Linked DNA regions of Mus musculus: region 1 is linked to region 2. Evidence: chromatin contacts called from public Hi-C data. All regions are on one chromosome and are shown on one strand. Each heading gives the region's core, a stretch centred on a gene start, on an enhancer-like site or on the middle of the called end of the contact. The rest is flanking DNA. Distances are from core to core; before and after follow the strand shown.

Evidence for each region. A called contact is a pair of places that touch in the nucleus more often than the background predicts.
Region 1: a Hi-C map of the 63-12 cell line shows a contact between it and region 2, with 2.5 times the contacts expected there. The contact joins two enhancer-like sites. A contact is called at or near these places in 1 of 15 datasets of contacts at CTCF or cohesin (pro-B cells) and 1 of 484 Hi-C or Micro-C datasets (the 63-12 cell line).

Annotation. Positions count from the first base shown.
Region 1 is chr5:97,884,357-97,887,583 of GRCm38.p6, reverse strand. Antxr2 (anthrax toxin receptor 2) reads left to right here. Exons shown (of 17, transcript NM_133738.2): 17 at 984-2,896. The coding sequence ends at 1,022. Among named protein-coding and RNA genes, the nearest start is that of Gm34097, 39 kb to the right of the region's middle. Within about 2 kb of position 1,948, at least 18 of the 459 cell types and tissues checked have an H3K27ac peak or open chromatin away from gene starts, as enhancers often do. A contact at or near this core is called in the 63-12 cell line, where this site is marked.
Region 2 is chr5:97,696,481-97,699,957 of GRCm38.p6, reverse strand. No RefSeq gene overlaps it. Among named protein-coding and RNA genes, the nearest start is that of Gm34029, 62 kb to the right of the region's middle. Within about 2 kb of position 2,182, at least 17 of the 459 cell types and tissues checked have an H3K27ac peak or open chromatin away from gene starts, as enhancers often do. A contact at or near this core is called in the 63-12 cell line, where this site is marked.

The DNA of each region.
Region 1 (3,227 bases), core at 699-3,198, 190 kb before region 2:
AACCTCTATGTTCTAACTTCTCTTCTTCCACAATATTTTTTAAGTTTTTTGAATTTTCCCCTGTTCCGTGTATTTCAAATAAGCGCTCACATTACAGGAAACTCTAACATGAGGAGCTTTTGAGAGCAGATGTAATAGCAAATGGAAGTCTTAATTGCATGATAATTCTGGCCTAAACTAGGAGAAAGTGGGCTAGATTTGGCCAGTGGAGGACTCTGGACACAAGTCATGTGTCACAAGTCAACAGTATTATAGGAAAGGGGGAAGGGAGAGTCTTTATCAACAATGGGAAATTTTGTTTTCAGATAATTATTGGGTTAGTGATTATTCTATGAATCAATATATCTACACAACCTTCACTAAATTGTTTAGGAACTGGACTGAAAAAATACTCTCTAAAAATATGTAATTGAAGTAAATTGTCTTAATTTGGGAAAACAGGATCTATAATAGTGGTGTTAGAAGTGGGTCAGCAATCTAGGATGTGATGTAGAATAAAGTACAGCACAAAGAAAGCATCTCTATCCAGTCTCGGGTTTCCTTGTCCTTGGTTTTAACGACCTCTTTAATATAGTCCTCGTAAGCACATTTTTAGAATCACTCAATTGCATAAGAAAATTCATCCATTTTTACTTCGTCATAGAAATGTATACGGTGATGTTATTGAGAGTTTGATTTTATGACAGCGGCGCCACACTTCAGACAGCACTTACAAAGTTTTAATCCCATGTTGATTTTTTTTTCTACATGGACTTTAGCATACCATCAAATAAGCAAATTTTCTGTACACAATAAATAAAATCAAATGAAATAAGATCTGAGCCATGTTGTCTTGAGCCAGGGAAAATGATGACTTAATGACTAATGGGGACATTGTTCTGAGCTTTGGTATCATTAGTTACATCTTGCTATGGAAAGTAGATGCTCCTTGACTTTTTAACAACTGCTTCCTTATTTCACCATGGATATCTTTCTTCCCTCAGGGCCGATGCATAAACTTCTCCCGGGTTCCACATCAATAAGACGGGAGAACAAAGAATGAGAAGATAAGAAGACAGTGTGACAGTGTATCTTCATGATGCTGATTTCCAACAGAACCGACAGTCCGGTGCATCTCAGAAGTTCTTGGGACAACAGCCCATTTTCTCTCTGTCAGGAAATGTTTCCTCTGCCTTCTGCTTTCTGTGCACTAAACATTTTCCAACACTTGTTCTGCCATCGACATGAGAGGTGATGAAAGTCATCGGCGATAGCCCATGATTCACGACACTGAAAATCCCGAGGAATGTTAGTTTGCATGCTAGGGTTTATGCAAAGCTCGTTTTGACTATGTAAGAGGACAAAGCAGACACATCGATGATGTAATGATACCAAAGCTAGGACTGCAAATCCACCAGCCACAGAGGTTTGCAATGGAGACTGGTGATTCTGCCATGAATGTGTGGCCCCTGTGCTTTTGTTTGGCAAGATCTTTAGCTACAAGCAAAACATGAAGTTTCCTCCCAGGCTAAACAGATAATGGAGTCCACTGCCTTGTAGCTATGTCAGATAGCAAAGCCTTTCCAAGTCCTCCATTACTTTGTGCCTTACAGGAAATTTCTGACTAGAAAATCTTGTCACTGTTACACTGAAAGTGCACACGCATGACAAAATGTAGACGAGACGCCTCAAGGTACTGGATGCAAGCAGGATTTTTGCCCTTTAGTTTTCCAAGACACCTTTCTTTTATTATGCACTTGAGACAAGAGAATTAATAGAGCGTTAATTCAACAGGAAGACCGCCTCCAACCAAAGACCTGGAGCGCAGCATAAGGACTTGTGATTTGAGACGTTGTCCCCAGCCTGGTAGATCCCCCTTTCTCAGCATTTGGGATTTAGCAGTGCATAAAGCATTAATATCTGTAAAAACACCTAGATGTTTGTTTGGCTTTTAATTTAAGGAAGCTGCAACCACAAAGCTTCCGCTCAGGGTTTTTTCTTCCTTCAAGTCTCCAAGGGCTCTTCAGCGTCACAAGCCAGCAACTCTCTTTGCATGAAAATTTCAAAGTTTAATTAATATAATTAAAGGCAACAGCAAGCAGCAGCCTGTGAAGATTTTGCTCATCTTTTTTATGCCTTTTGACATTGAGTGACCTATCACTGTATGCATGTTACTTAGAAATTGAGGAGCACCACACCTTGGTTGTGGTTCAGCCTGGGAAAGAGACCTCCTTCCTTCTGTTTATAAATTAAAATCAGGAGGGGCGCCATCAGAAAGCATGGACAATATACATACTATAAATTTTTAGAAATATCACCATCGTGTCACGTCAACGATGCCAAATTATGTTAGTGTGAGCAGAAACCCGGTGGGGGAGGAAGGCGGCAGCAGCCGAAGGAAATAGCTCAGATAATCTAGTCACTTTCGATACTGTACTTCAGATGCGAAATGGATATTCGACTGGAAACCTGACAAAGCGCGCCTGCTTTGATGTGAACTGTTATAGACAATGACCAGTGGCCGGGTCAGTGGGATGTCTCTCTGCGAGCACAAAGGCTTATCAAATGACACTAAAAATAAGTTCAACAACCATCACTTTGGAAGGGAGAAGGCGAACATTTCATGTTTGGCGGGCATGTGAGTGCAGGAGATGGAAAGAGCCATTTAGAGCATCCTCATATAATTGCCCGCATTGTACTCTTCATGGAAATTTCAAAGGACGGCAGTGATATTTTTCATTGGTGTCCACGTTTGTGGCACTGCTCCAAGAAGCCTTATGCACACATACAAATATACAAATGCACACACCTACACTCTCTAGCTTTAATCTTTTTGCTCAACCTTATTTATATCACTGACTGGCTGGATCCAAAGTCACACCTCCACATATTAGTGAATAAAAAATTTTTACCTGTGTCTCTGTTATCAGTTTCTTTAAGTTCACATGGAGCTTACACTTTGTAGGGTTGGACACACAACTGCTCTGGTTAGTAACAAGATGGAATTCTATTCCATTGTAAAATATCCAACATGTTCACAGTTGATTCATGGTTGATGTTACGGGTATAATCTGTGTGTGCACATAGAAGGCTGGTAAGTACACCTAACTCTTCCTGTGATGGTCTTTGTAGACGTTTGTTCTGTGTCTGCCTCTAAAACAGGACCTATGGCCACTTCCCCAAAAGGCATTTCATTTCTGATGCAGGCACACACCCATTCGTGATATTTTAAGAGCATCAAAAATACT
Region 2 (3,477 bases), core at 933-3,432:
CAAAGGAAAAAAGGAGAGTACTTAAGATATCTCCTGGGGGTTGAAATGATTAAGAATGCTTTATATTACATTTCTAGATGGTTATGTAAGTTCCATAAAAATAAACATTATCTTCATAAAGATAGATGGTTTAAGGATTTTTTTTTTAGCTGAAGCAATATAGTCTGCATTGGATAAACTTGCCTTAGACACACAGGATGGTTTCAAAGCTCATACAGCAAGCTCAAAGAACTAAGTGACACCAGCAGCAAGTGTATGCTGTTGGGAAGGTCCCCTTCTCTAATATTGCAACTTGTCACACAGGCACACTACCAGTGTTCTAATATAGCCCCTGGCTTGTGACTGGGTCTCTACACCTCAAGCTTGGTTCAGTGAATGCCATTAGGCTGTAATATAAGGCACTCCCAGTCTTATGTTAAGTTTCTGTAGGATGAGGCCCCTCCAGGATTCACCCATGCTAAAATTTTCCCACCCATCTTTCCTCTGTCAGTGTGTTAGCTAATTTTTTTGTTGTTGTTGTTAAAGTGACACGAGCTAGAGTTGTCCAAGAAAAGGAAACCAGAGTTGAGAAATTGCCTCATAAGATTGTCCTGTGGACAAGCCTGTAGGACGCTTTCTTGGTTTGTGATAGATGTGAAAGGGTATAGCCCATTGTGAATCAGACCATCCCTGGGCATGTGATCCTGAATGCTCTATGTAAGCAGTTTGGTCAAGCCATGAGGAGCAAGCCAGTAAGAAGGAGCAAGCCAGTAAGAAGCACCCTTTCATGGCCTCTTGTACCAGTCCCGGCTGTATTTTCATGACCTGATTTCTCTCAGTGCTCAACTGTAATCTTCGAGGTGTAAAAAATATTTTCACCAAAGTTACATGTGATCACAGTGTTTATCACAGCAATTGCAAACCTAATTAAGACAGATGATGTTCATTGACTACTCAAGGTTTCACTAATCTTTTCTTCTTATTGCAGGGAGTCGACATTCAGTACAGAGTCTGCTTGATGTTAGCTTGCAGTTCTTTAGATTAGCTTTGCTTTCTCAGCAAAATCATTACATCCAGAGCAGATCCTATATATAAGCTCAAGAAAATATTCTCTTGCTGTAAGCAAATGAAAGTATCCATGGACTTAATGATTTGGCTTATTTTAGACTTGGAGAATCTATCATCTATCTATCTATCTATCTATCTATCTATCTATCTATCTATCTATCATCTATCTTTCCATCATTTATTATTTTAAGGAGTATTGGTGAATTTAGGACATTGTATACACTTGGCCAGTGTTCTACCATTAAGCCTGCATCACCCCAGAACATTTCAGAAATATATTTCAACTTATAGAATATTGTTCCAACTTGGAAGACCCTCTTATTATACCAGCTTTCCTAATAGCTCTGCTTTAGAAAGGATCAAGATAGTAAATAATTTTCACTTCTCTGAAACACAGCTAACCCTTTCCTAATAGAAGCTAAAGGAAGATTATACCCCAGAGTCTTCAATGGTTGCTATTTGAGATCTATAAGAATGCTAGCTCCTCTCAGACTTCTGTGTACTCCAACAACTAGCATGTTGGGTTGTATGTGAAAATAATATGCAGAACTTTCTTATTTTCATCTTTATTCTATGTGTATTCTATCACCAAATTTTTATGGTTTTAATTCTGAAATATCACATCTAGATATTATGTTTCTTATTGTTTAATCTTCGAGGCAGCACTTCCTGGTTTACTTGTGATCAATGGTCTTAGTGTGATTTATTTACTGGTAAGTATACTTACCAACTAACAAGATGGTACTGAATCAATACCAGAACTAGTCTTTGTGTGCCTAAGACATAATTCCAAGAAATATAATTTATTGACCTCAGATCTAAGTTGAATTATAGAGCATACGCTTTGCTTGGAGCAGTAATGATGCTTCAGAAATTGCCACCTGGCTAACAAGCCCAGTGAGCAGTGTACAAGGCTCTGATGTCATTTATAACAATACCTATACATCGGATAACAAGAACTGCACTGGCTTCCACCTCTGTTGGCTGTCCTAAGTGCTGGAAAGACTAATTTGCCTCTCTGAGTTGCTACTGGCCATTGCCACCTGCTGACTTTGGCACTCTGATCCCCTGGCTCCCCTCCTGGAATCCTGGCAGCCTTCCCATGATGCCAATCTTGAGCCAGAGAATGCAGGGATGTTTGGAACTGCTCGAATTGCTGAGGCCACATTGTGCAAAGAGGCTGACAATGGGGAATCGCGTGCTCCCCAGGGTCCGTGTGTTGACGACTCTGAAGATCAGCTGGCTAACAGCAGCAATGATTGGAAACCGCCCCAGCAAAGGCCAGATATTGGCAAGGAAAGAATATTGAGAGAACAAGCATCTGTAGCAAAAATAAACAAGGCTTTATGAGATAGTTGTGAACCTTTTTTTTTTCATTCAGCCTGAATTCATTTTAGACATTTAAAACTTTTCAGAGCATTGCACTTGAACGTTTATATTTTACTGTTGTACCTCTCCATCCGAATGCTTCTACTTGTAAGTTGTGTATTAAAAGTTAGATGTTCTTATTCAGGATGGGAGTTCTCAATTGCTACTCAGTCATGGTGGATTCTTGGGTTTCTGAAACTCTGAAATTCTTCCTCTGTGCAGTTTTTTAAGACCCAAAATCTTGATGTTTTTGATTACTTGTGTTTAAAAAACAAACAAACAAAAAAAAAAAAACCCCAATGTATAGAGCTGAGGATATACCCCAGAGGTAAAGCCTTAACCTAGCAAGCAAGACTATATGATTTCAACCCCAAATAACTGAAAATATTTTTAAGCACATTGTCTGAATAATAAACTAAATAGTCTTCTCTTAATAAGGATGGAACATTTGTGAACTTCTATCTAACCAGGTTGCAGGATCTCACATGATGTTATAGTTGAGTCAGCACGGTTGCTATTCATTATAAACAGAATCATGATAACCAATGTAACATTTCGCAGATATGAATCATGGCTTGTGGGAGTCATTTATTAAGTCAATTTTATTTAATTCATGTCTGATGAAGTCAATAGATTAGGCCATTAATAGAATAGCCTGATGTACTCAGAGGTACTGAGAACAATGTACACGGCATACAATGAGGTTAGGAACAAAGAAGAGGGGGAGATGAGGACCAGACCATCTGCTGCGGCTTCCATGGAAAGGGATGGGTGAGGATGGTTAATAGGTTTAGGTGATAAACAACTTTAAATAATATCAGCTAGCCCTGGGACATGGCTCTATATCTTATGAAAGTCCTGGCCCCAGTAGGAGTGGAGTATTAAAATAGCCGAAGTACTGAGTACTAAAGACCTGAGAGAGGAAGTAGCTGTGACTGGCTCTGCACAGGTTTGCTATGTCTAACGAGAGGCTGCGTTTGTTTACTGTATCTGCTAATGATCCCAAGAAGGGCAGCCAGCTAGCAGATCATCAAGAACAAAGAGTAACAAGACTGGGATTCA